3 separate regions of the Mus musculus genome follow, and regions 2 and 3 are each linked to region 1. A link is a contact called in public HiChIP or PLAC-seq and promoter capture Hi-C data. All regions are on one chromosome and are shown on one strand. Each heading gives the region's core, a stretch centred on a gene start, on an enhancer-like site or on the middle of the called end of the contact. The rest is flanking DNA. Distances are from core to core; before and after follow the strand shown.

The links. Promoter capture Hi-C pulls out the DNA fragments that hold promoters and counts their contacts. HiChIP or PLAC-seq counts read pairs in DNA pulled down with a chosen protein or histone mark.
Region 2: an H3K4me3 HiChIP or PLAC-seq map of embryonic stem cells shows a contact between it and region 1, with 11 read pairs. The contact joins the promoter of Igdcc3 here to the promoter of Dennd4a in region 1. A contact is called at or near these places in 2 of 39 promoter capture datasets (embryonic stem cells and stem cell-derived epiblast-like cells) and 1 of 115 datasets of contacts at active chromatin or transcription factors (embryonic stem cells).
Region 3: a promoter capture Hi-C map of liver shows a contact between it and region 1, with 2.8 times the contacts expected there. The contact joins the promoter of Igdcc4 here to the promoter of Dennd4a in region 1. A contact is called at or near these places in 1 of 39 promoter capture datasets (liver) and 1 of 484 Hi-C or Micro-C datasets (embryonic stem cells).

The regions. Positions count from the first base shown.
Region 1 is chr9:64,809,337-64,812,441 of GRCm38.p6, reverse strand. Dennd4a (DENN/MADD domain containing 4A) reads right to left here and starts at 1,431. Exons shown (of 35, transcript NM_001162917.1): 1 at 1,422-1,431; 2 at 856-1,102. Gm36459 (a long non-coding RNA gene) reads left to right here and starts at 1,027. Exons shown (of 3, transcript XR_379559.2): 1 at 1,027-1,115; 2 at 1,340-1,496.
Region 2 is chr9:65,139,735-65,142,839 of GRCm38.p6, reverse strand. Igdcc3 (immunoglobulin superfamily, DCC subclass, member 3) reads right to left here and starts at 1,686. Exons shown (of 14, transcript NM_001357257.1): 1 at 1,287-1,686. The coding sequence starts at 1,425.
Region 3 is chr9:65,100,073-65,103,177 of GRCm38.p6, reverse strand. It overlaps Igdcc4 (immunoglobulin superfamily, DCC subclass, member 4), which reads right to left and starts at 1,692. Exons shown (of 20, transcript NM_020043.3): 1 at 1,580-1,692. The coding sequence starts at 1,643.

The DNA.
Region 1 (3,105 bases), core at 182-2,681:
AGATAAATACAAGCCTGTTGACTGATGCCTGTCCTGTTTTGCAAACAAGAAATAACTGTCCTATAAGACAAATAAAAACCGTCTCTACCGCTCTGAGGCCAACCATTCGTCTGAAGGAAAAGCACACTGGAGCAGCAACATCCAAGTTTCCCTTTACGTCCTGTCATTTAAAAGCACCATAAAAGAGATGTCGCTGCGACCCAATTCTAGGTCACAAGCTTTTTTGCCCCTTCTCCCCCTGCCCCCTCCTTCGTCTTTCCCCTCTAGAAAGAGATAAACTTCAAAAGGAGTGGTGATGACCAAGAATTGCGCGCGCGTGTGCACAGACACACACACACACACACACACACACACACACACACACACACACACACACACTGGTCAACTTGGACGCTGGCCGGGCTCACGTGGAACCTGAGCCCCAGCCGGGCCCCGGCATCTGGACTGAACAGCCGCGGGAAAGCAGCCCCCGCCGCGGGTTTGAAACCCAGAGCAGGTGGGATTCCGGGAAGCAACCTTACGTAACGAGCTTGTCAAAATCCCAGCTTCAGGACCTCCCCACCGTCCGCCCCCGCCCCATCACCCCAACAACAACAGCCCCAGGCCAGCACCAAATGGCCAGTCCGGAGGGACCCCCCCGGTGTCCCGCGCTCGTTCCCACACGGAGGCGCGCGAACGCCATCGACAGCATCTCGCCATCCTCCGGGACGGCCAGAGCCCCTCCTAGCAGCTGCCCGCGCCTAGCGGCCCTCCAAGTCCTATCACCCGGCTCGGCGTCCCCCTGCCAGTCACCTCCTCAGGGCCGTGACAGCTCCCTATGCCACCGATGCCCACGCCGCCGCCCCCGCCACTCACCTCCCCGCCGGCCCCCGCGCGAGCACCGGGAAGAGCCTGAGATGCAGAGTCTGATCCCCTCATGCGCGGCGGGCGGGACACGAGGGGGCTGAATGTCGCGGCGCTTGCAGCCAGCTTAGCTCATCTCCCGGCCCGGCGCTCCGCCCAGCCGTCTCAGTCAGACGGGACTCCCCCTCCCCGCGCGGTCGCCAAAGCCTCCGCCTCCTTCCTCAGCACCAGCCGCCGAACCCGCCGCGGCCGGCGCCATCTTGGGAGTGACGGTAAAGACATGGGGGCGGGGACTATGGCAACAAAAACCAATCACAGGCCGAATCTGACCCGAGGGGCAGGAATGGGCCGAGCTAGGGGGTGGGTCGTGGGGGGAGGGGACTAACAAGGGTCCCGCAAGTGGGCGGGCCGCTGGGTGGGGCTGTGGGCGGGGTGGGGCCGGGCTGGCTGGTGACGGCGAGTGTAGCTGGGGAAACGCGTCGTGGTTCCCCTTCAGGTTGGGAGATTCCGAGCCCCTGGCGAGTAAGAACAAGGCGCACTGTACCTTCCTCTTTCACAAGCATCCAGCTATGGCCAACAGACCTGCTTCTTCCTTCCCGGCACTGCTGCTTGGTGCAGTGGTCTGAGCTGAGATCCGCCCACCAAAGTCACTGGTATTCTGCAGAAAACCCCCTAAGCGGTTAGCAACCACCAGTAGCTTTCAGTCCCGAGACAGAGGTCAGGGAAAAGGGGGAATTCAGAGGGGTTCTCTGAAAAGCGCGTTGATAAAACAGCTATTGTTGATTGAAAGGGTGTCCATTACATTGATTAATTGGATATGGCCTACTTAAACTAGACTGCAGGTCTACTGTTAATGGCTATTGGCAAGATGCCTTTGAAAAATGTGGATAATAAAGGTTGATTACCTCTACAGAGTTACTCAGAAATGTAAAGTGTATGCCTAAAAAGTATTGAATAATGTTAGCTGGAATTCTATGAACAAATGAAGGAAGAAATAGGACCTTTTAAAAAAAAATTCCTCTAGGTTGAAGTTAATCTATGCAAAACAGGCTTCATCTTTATTGCCAACCGAGATTACAGTTTTATTTTATACCTCCACTCCTTCTCTTGGACTCATTCATCCAGACAATATTGTTGGAAAACCCAGCAGGGCTGACACACAACAGTCAGGGAACCAGAAAAGGTCTGCTTTGAGGGAGTTGAGGTCTAGTGGGAGAAGCTCAACAACAACAACAACAACAACAACAACCAAATATATTTAATGCTTGGAGAAGAAACATAAAAGTTCTAGGAAGAATTCTAGGTAGCAGATAACAGGGTGGTTTTTGAAACCAGAGTGATCAAGGCTGTGCCTCTCTGAAGTGCAGGAAGAAGCCAGTAATGGAAGAAAGGCCCCAGAGAATTGAGTAAAGCAAAAAGATCATGCAGAGAACCTGCAATAGGGAGGAGCTTGGCTTTTAGAACTGCGAGGAATCTGTGTTGATGAGAAATGTATTTTGCCTGGAGAAGCCTTCCATTAGATTAGAGAGGGAGTTGAGAGCTCCGTTGTATAGGGCCTAGAAATACAAGACTATCCTTAATTCTAACTGCAGGCCGAAGCCACTGAATGGCAAGTAGGGAACAAAGCAGCTGGGAACAGTGAGTGGTACTTGAAGAATGGCATCTATATTTATATTCTAGACAACATATGGACCAGAGAACCTGATTGAGAGGGTTTGTTTTTTTTTTTTTAAATCTAAGTTTGAGTCTCTTCAACACTGAGTTCACCAAATATAGTTCAAATTGTTTAAAAAATGTGTGGGCATCACATTATATTGTGTAGATAAAAATACACTAATTTCACTGAAAATTATTAAATAATACCATTGTTGATCCCCACACCCTCCCCCCCCCCTTTTTTTTTTTTTGTTTTGCTTTTCCGGGACAGGGTTTCTCTGTTCAGTCCTGGCTGTCCTGGAACTCACTCTGTAGACCAGACTGGCCTCAAACTCAGAAACCCGCCTGCCTCTGCCTCCCAAGTGCTGGGACTAAAGGCGTGCACCACCTCTGCCTGGCAAAAACTGAAGTCTTTTAACCATCCTCCCTACTGACGTCAGCCATGATGTTTTCCTCTCCAATGTGAGGGCATAGCTATCTGCCAATCAGTGATTGCTAGAGAGAGTCTATATCATGAAGCAAACATTGGGGGGCAATGGATGTGTTCACTATCTTGATTGCACAATGGTCACAAATATATACACATATGTCAAAGTTATTAAGTTG
Region 2 (3,105 bases), core at 437-2,936, 330 kb before region 1:
GGGTAACCTCAGGATAAAAAAGAGCGGGAGGTGAGTGTGGGAGGGATGAGTGAATCAGGGTCCAGGCAGAAGGAATAGGCTCTCATATCCCAGAGGTGACAGCAAGTCTCTCCAGCAAGTACTTTACCAGATCAGTTATGCCTTCACTCCAAGAGAAACAAGCCCTCTTGGTCTAAAGGGGCGGGCACCGAGCCCCCACCACACATTTCCAGGGAACTAGTGACCCTGGACCCGGCTCCTCCCTCGCAGACTCAAGCCCCTCCCTGCTGGGTGAGACCTAGTGGGGTGGAGGGTCTAGGCATTGCCTTCTCTGTAGCATAAGGACAGTTTAAGACACTTGAGGATCACAGTCGTTCAAATCCTTTACATCCTTCACATATCCTAAGTCTGAGCCGCCTCTTCCCCCAATCCAACCCCGCTATAGCTATCGGGGATAAAGTTTCTCTCGGGTGCAGATGCAATATTTTGCTTTTTAGGAAGGAAGGGAAGGAAAGAATAATCCAAATGTGTGTCTGCGAAGGACTTGAGACAGCGGAGGGCTTAGATCCACATCCTTCTTTGCTGAGATGAATCTTTTACAGCCCGGGAGGAAGCGACGGGTAGCCGGGAGAACCCAGGGCAGGGACTCCTAGAGAGCTCCCTCGGGGAAGGGCGGGGCCCTGGGCAGCACCGCTGGTAGGCGCTTGCCCTGGGCGACCCTTTCCTCCAGCTCTCCCAGCCCTTGGCAGGATCGCCCACTCAGTCCACCAGGAATCTTTCCTTCCTGTTCGTCGGATACCCCCGAACCCAGTCCCAGCTCTAAACCCTGGGGGATGCCTTCTCAGCCCAGTGCAGTAGAGTCCCGGACCCCGACCCCGATCTGTCGCTTCCGGCTTCGTTCGCCTCGGGCTACTCAGGGTCCCCAGCCGAGCTCTGTGCACCCGGGCTCGCCTTCCTCTGTTGGGACTCCTCCGCTCTTTCTCCTCGGGCTTGTTTCCTCCACTCCGCACTGCCAGCTTGCCTTCCCAACTCCCGCTTTGCTCCGCTCCCAGTTCCTCTGCCCAGAATCGGCATCCTGCCCTGAACCTATCCTGAGCCCCGAAGGCGTAGAAAACCGAGCCCCGGCCCTCTCCCGGGGTTCTCCCGCCGAACCCCTGCAGTCCTTCAAACTACCGGCAGCCCTGCCGGAGTGGGTTTCCCCGTGCCCGCAGCGCGCTGTCCCGCCAGGTCCCTCCAGCACGCGCTCCTAGCGCAGGTTCCCGCAGTGTCCCGGGGTCCGCCCCTCTCGCCTGGGTCCTGAGGCTCACCCAGGCTTGGCGCAGGCAGCGGCAACAGCAGCAGCAGCAACAGCAGCGGCGGCGGCGGCGGCGGCAGCAACGGCGGCAGAAACCCGGGCCGGCGCAGCGCGGGCAGGCGGCGCGGGGACGCGGTGCGCGGCTCAGCCATCGGTCTCTCGGTCCGCTGGGCTCGGCGACGCACGGCGCTACTCAGGGGGGTGGTTGGGGTCTCACGGGCTCACAGCGTCCCGCGGGGCCGGCGCCGGAGCCGGGGCCGGGGCTCGGGCCGGGGCCGAGCCCGGGCGGCGGGAGGCTGGGGCCGCATGCCGGCCTTAGCGGGGATCGGGTATCACGGAGAGCGCCGCTTGCGCCATCTTGCACCCACCGCGGCGATCTGTCAGCCGCGCCCGGGGTGCGCGCTCCGCACTCCGCCCGCGCCCGCACCGCCCTCCTCCTCTGCCCGCCGCCCCCCTCTCCTCCCCTCCCCCAGCCCCCTCTCCCTGGAGGCCGGGTCTGGGGAACAAAAGAGCCGGCGAGCGCTTTAAGCGGCCGGACATTCCCGGCTGCGCAGCGGACGCGCCCCCTGCGCTTTGAACTGCAGCGGGAGCTGCCGCGCCGACCCGGACTGCAGTAAGGTATCCGCTCCTCGTGGTCCGTCCGGACTTGAGGATCTGGGAACGTGAAGACTGTGAGAGAGGGTCCCAGCTGCGGAAAAACACGCAAAACTGAGGTGTTTGCGTCCCCCCACTTTCTCAGCGGTGTCTCTTCCACTATACCCAACTCTGTGTTTTTAAAGACAATTCCCTTAAAACTGCTCAAAGTTGTTAGACATTCGGTATCCTCTAGGTTCCTTGTCCTATTCAAGGGATGAGTTGTGTAGCTTCAAGACTGGCTTCTCAAGGCTAAGTTAGGGCACTCCCGTAGGTGAGAAGAGCACCCCTAACATAAGAGCCCCATAGAAACCCGAGATCCCTCCCAGTTCTGCCTGCTGTCCAGCCCAGTCATTCTCACTGAGTTGGTCTGAAACCTGAAGACAACACTATATTCCCTCAACTTTGCGGATCTTTAAGAGCAAGGGTCCAGGTAAATGACCTGTAGCTGGGTCAGCACACTGGAAGGTACAGTCGCCAGCAACTTCTCTTTGCTATCGTATCTGATGTCTCACATATGGGAAGACAGCTCTTCAGAGAGACATATATGTGCTGTCCAAGTTGATGTTGAGTCTTGTCTTTTTACTACTGTATGCAGACATATGTTGGGGTCCAACTTGATGGGGGAGTCCATCAAAATTACAGAGCACCCACTTAACCCTGGTAGCAGTGTCTGTCTCTGGCAGCATTTGGAGGCAAGAGTGTAATGGCTTCTCACCTCTCCTAGCCCAGGGTGGCCTTGAATCCACTTTGTAGTAGTGGGTGATCTTGGATTGTTTAATCCTCCTGTCTCCACCTTCCAAGTTCGAGGAGTACAAGTATTTGGCACCATGCTTTCATGCAGGTAAGTAAAGAAGGCTTGGTTCAGCAGGGAAAGGAACCTGCAGCCAAGCCTGACTCACCAGCATCCCTGGAACCTACATGGTTGAAAAAGAAAATGACACCCATAGGAAATTATTCTCTGACAGCGAGCCACACTTGCACCATGGCACATGTACAAACATACACACATAGACACACACACACACACACACACACACACACACACACACACACTCACACAGAGTAAATAGATAAAATGTTCTGCAATTCTCTAATTTAAATCTAATTTAAAAAACTTTCAGAGGAGTCCAGGATAATGGCACACATCATTAATCCCAGCACTTGGGAAGCAGAGGCGGGTGGATCTCTGTGAGTTC
Region 3 (3,105 bases), core at 443-2,942, 290 kb before region 1:
AGGGAGAATCCCAATGCCCGCTCCTCAGTCAGTTCACTGGGAAGAAGAGTCCAGTCTCCCAACACTCTACCCGGTGTCCCGGCCTGAAGCCTCAGAAGTATTTAATAAAGCGCGGGTGCGGTTGCCAGCCAGGATCCCGCGTTCCTGGAGCTTTGGGAAGAACAGGAGGGAGGAGGAGGAGGAGGAAGAGGAGGAGGGGAAGTGCAACTATTCCTTAATCCTTTGGGCTCCGCAAAGACAGACAAGACACCTCTCTGACATTTCCCTGGCGCCGCGTTCACCTGACAACTCCGGGCCCTCCCGCTTCTGCGGCCCAGCCCCACGCACCGAGCTTCTATGGGCTCCCAGCCGGGTTCAGGGTCTCGGAGGGAAAGGGGCGTGTCTTGCGGGGAGAGCAAGGGTCCGAGCTGTTTCCAGCACTCTCCCACCCGCTGTTTTCCTGGAGATGGGCCTGGGGTTGGCCCAGCGGAGGCTCCTTTCCACCACCCCCCGCCTCCCTCCCTGTCTCCCTCCCACGTGGCCTGGCCCAGTCTCTCTGGAAAGCCGCAGCAGCTGGAGAAAAATCCCCCTCCCCACCCCCACTGCCAAGTCCCTCCCCGACTCGCCCCGGACACATCCTTAACTCCCCCCTCGGCAGGGAAGGCAAGAAGTAATCGAACAAAGCGGGCAGCCCATCCCCCTCCAGGCCCTACCACCTAACCTCCTTTGGGCTGTCCCCCAAACGCACACCCCACTGAGAGTGAGAGGGCCGGGGGTGGTAAAAACAGCTTTGGCATACACACTTGGACACTTCGTCTCCCCCCGCCCCCAGTCCTTTCTTTGGTGTGGACAGTTGTGATCCTTACCCTTGACCCTACCCAACACTAGGACCTGGGCACTGGAGGGGGCCTTGCTGATCTCGTCCACGCTTCCCTGGTCCGCCCTTGGGGGTGGGGCAGGAGTGACACGCGTCCCATCCAGAGAGCGAGTGTTGGACGCGTTCGGCAAAGCAACTGGTTTCCTGCCCTTCCCCCAGCCCCACTCCGAACCCTGGGTTTGGGTCCACAACACCTCCACATTCCCCCAACCTCCCTAGCTGGCCCCAGGGGCCACACCCATTGGGCAAAGTTGAGTGTGGTTTTTCTCACCGCCGCCCCCATCAAGAGCAAGGACACTCCCCAAAAGCCAAGGCCAAATATTAGCTCAGTCCCATCCAGTTACACACGCACCCGACACAAATGGAGGTGTAAGTGTACACTCCCTCCCCGCCCGCTCTCTCAGGCACACTCGCGACCGCGAGACGCTTGCGGGCAGGGCAGAATCATGTCCCGCTTGCAGCCACCCGCGCGCTGGCGATGCTACCCGGCGCCTTAGGCACGCGCTGTGGACACGTTCCCCCGCAGGACACCCCCACCCCCGCAGGACACACACATGCAAACCTCACATGCACAAGGGCCACGCGCAGGGGGACACGCACGGTGCCAGGCTGTGCACAGCAAGGACACACACCCCCTGGGGGCAAGTCCCCACAGCCCCCGGCGCGCAAGCATCGCGGGCGCCGGGGACGCCCACTCGCGACTGCGGCCACCCGGGCCCTTACCGCGCGCGGACAGCAGGCAGAAGGTCAGCACCAGGAGCCCGCGGCCCGTGTCCGCCCGCGCCATAGGGCCGGGCTCGGGCCGCTGCCGCCGCGTCCGGGCGCCTGGGCCGCCGCCGGGGGAGGGCGCGCCGGGCGTCAGTGGCTCCGGGAGGCGCGGCGCCGCGGGCGGGGGCGCGGCCTCCGGGGCCGGGGCCCGAGCGGGGGCCGGCGCGGGGGCCGGGGCCGCGGCCAGCTCGCCCGCCCCTCCATCGCCATCTTGGGCTAGCGGCCCACGCGGGGGCGCCCCGCCAGTGTGGCCACCCTGCACCACAGGGGACACGCGCCCGCGCGCCACCAGCCTGCTCCTGCGGCTCACTCAGCACGCGGGAGCCTCCCGCTCCTCGGGTCACCTCAGGCTCCTTTCTGTTCATCTTTTTACCTGAGCCTCTGGATCTCTGTTCCCTAACCCTACCATGACTCTACCTTCAGGGTCGCCTCCACCTCTGTTCCAGGCTCAGTTCACTGAGACCTGTCCTTTTCCAACTCACAGCCTGACCTGAATCCTGTTTAGCCTCTCCACAGGCTGCACCAACAGACTCTCTGAGGACACTACAATTCCTTGTCCCCGCTACCTCTTCCATGCCAAGCTGAGGGATTCTCTTGGCTTCCTTCCTTCCTCCTCAGTAGCCAACCCAGTCTGTACTGTGTTCCACCTCTGTGAGGGACAACGAAGACTTGCTTACCACCATTTTACATACCTGCATACTGGGAATATTTGGGTTTGTAGTGGGGACTCCCTAAGGACAGGAGGCTTAAAGCAGCAGGTGCAGGGCCTGCTAATGGTGTTGAGCCTCCACCGGTCCACTCTCTTTTTCAGAACTGCCTCTTTTCCAACTGAGCTGGCCAGGTTAGTTGCCTCAGTGTGTCTAAAGCTGGGGGAATCAAATGTCAGGTTGGGTTGGGGAGAGAAAAACATACTAAACGTCTATTTAAAATGATGCGTTTGTGATGGGAGAGATGGCTCAGCGGTTAGAGTGCTTATTGCATTTGCAGAGGACCTAGATTTGGTTCCGGTACCCACCCAGGCGACTCACATCAGTCTGTAACTCTAGCTCCAGGAGGTCTGATACCACTGGGCTCTGTGGCATCTGCACCTACAAGCAGACACACAATTAGATACAATTTAAAATAAATAAAAATTATATATATATATCCGGATTTTGAGGCTAGAGAGGTGGCCCAGTGGCTAGAGTGCTTCCTGCCCTAACAAAGGACCTGGGTTCTGCTCCCAGCACCCATATGACAGCCATAACCATCTGTAATTCCATTTCCAATGAATCTGATGCCCTCTTCTGGGCTTTGTAGGCACTTTCCTGCACATGGTGCACATAAACTCATGCAAGTACACACATACACATAAAAAAAAATTTTTTTTTAAAGGAAAAATGCTACATTCTTCCTTTTCTTGTATCCATTGGCATCCCCATGATTTAGAATCATTTCCATTCCGGCTCACATGCTGCCAGTAAGTTCTATCCCTTTTGGGG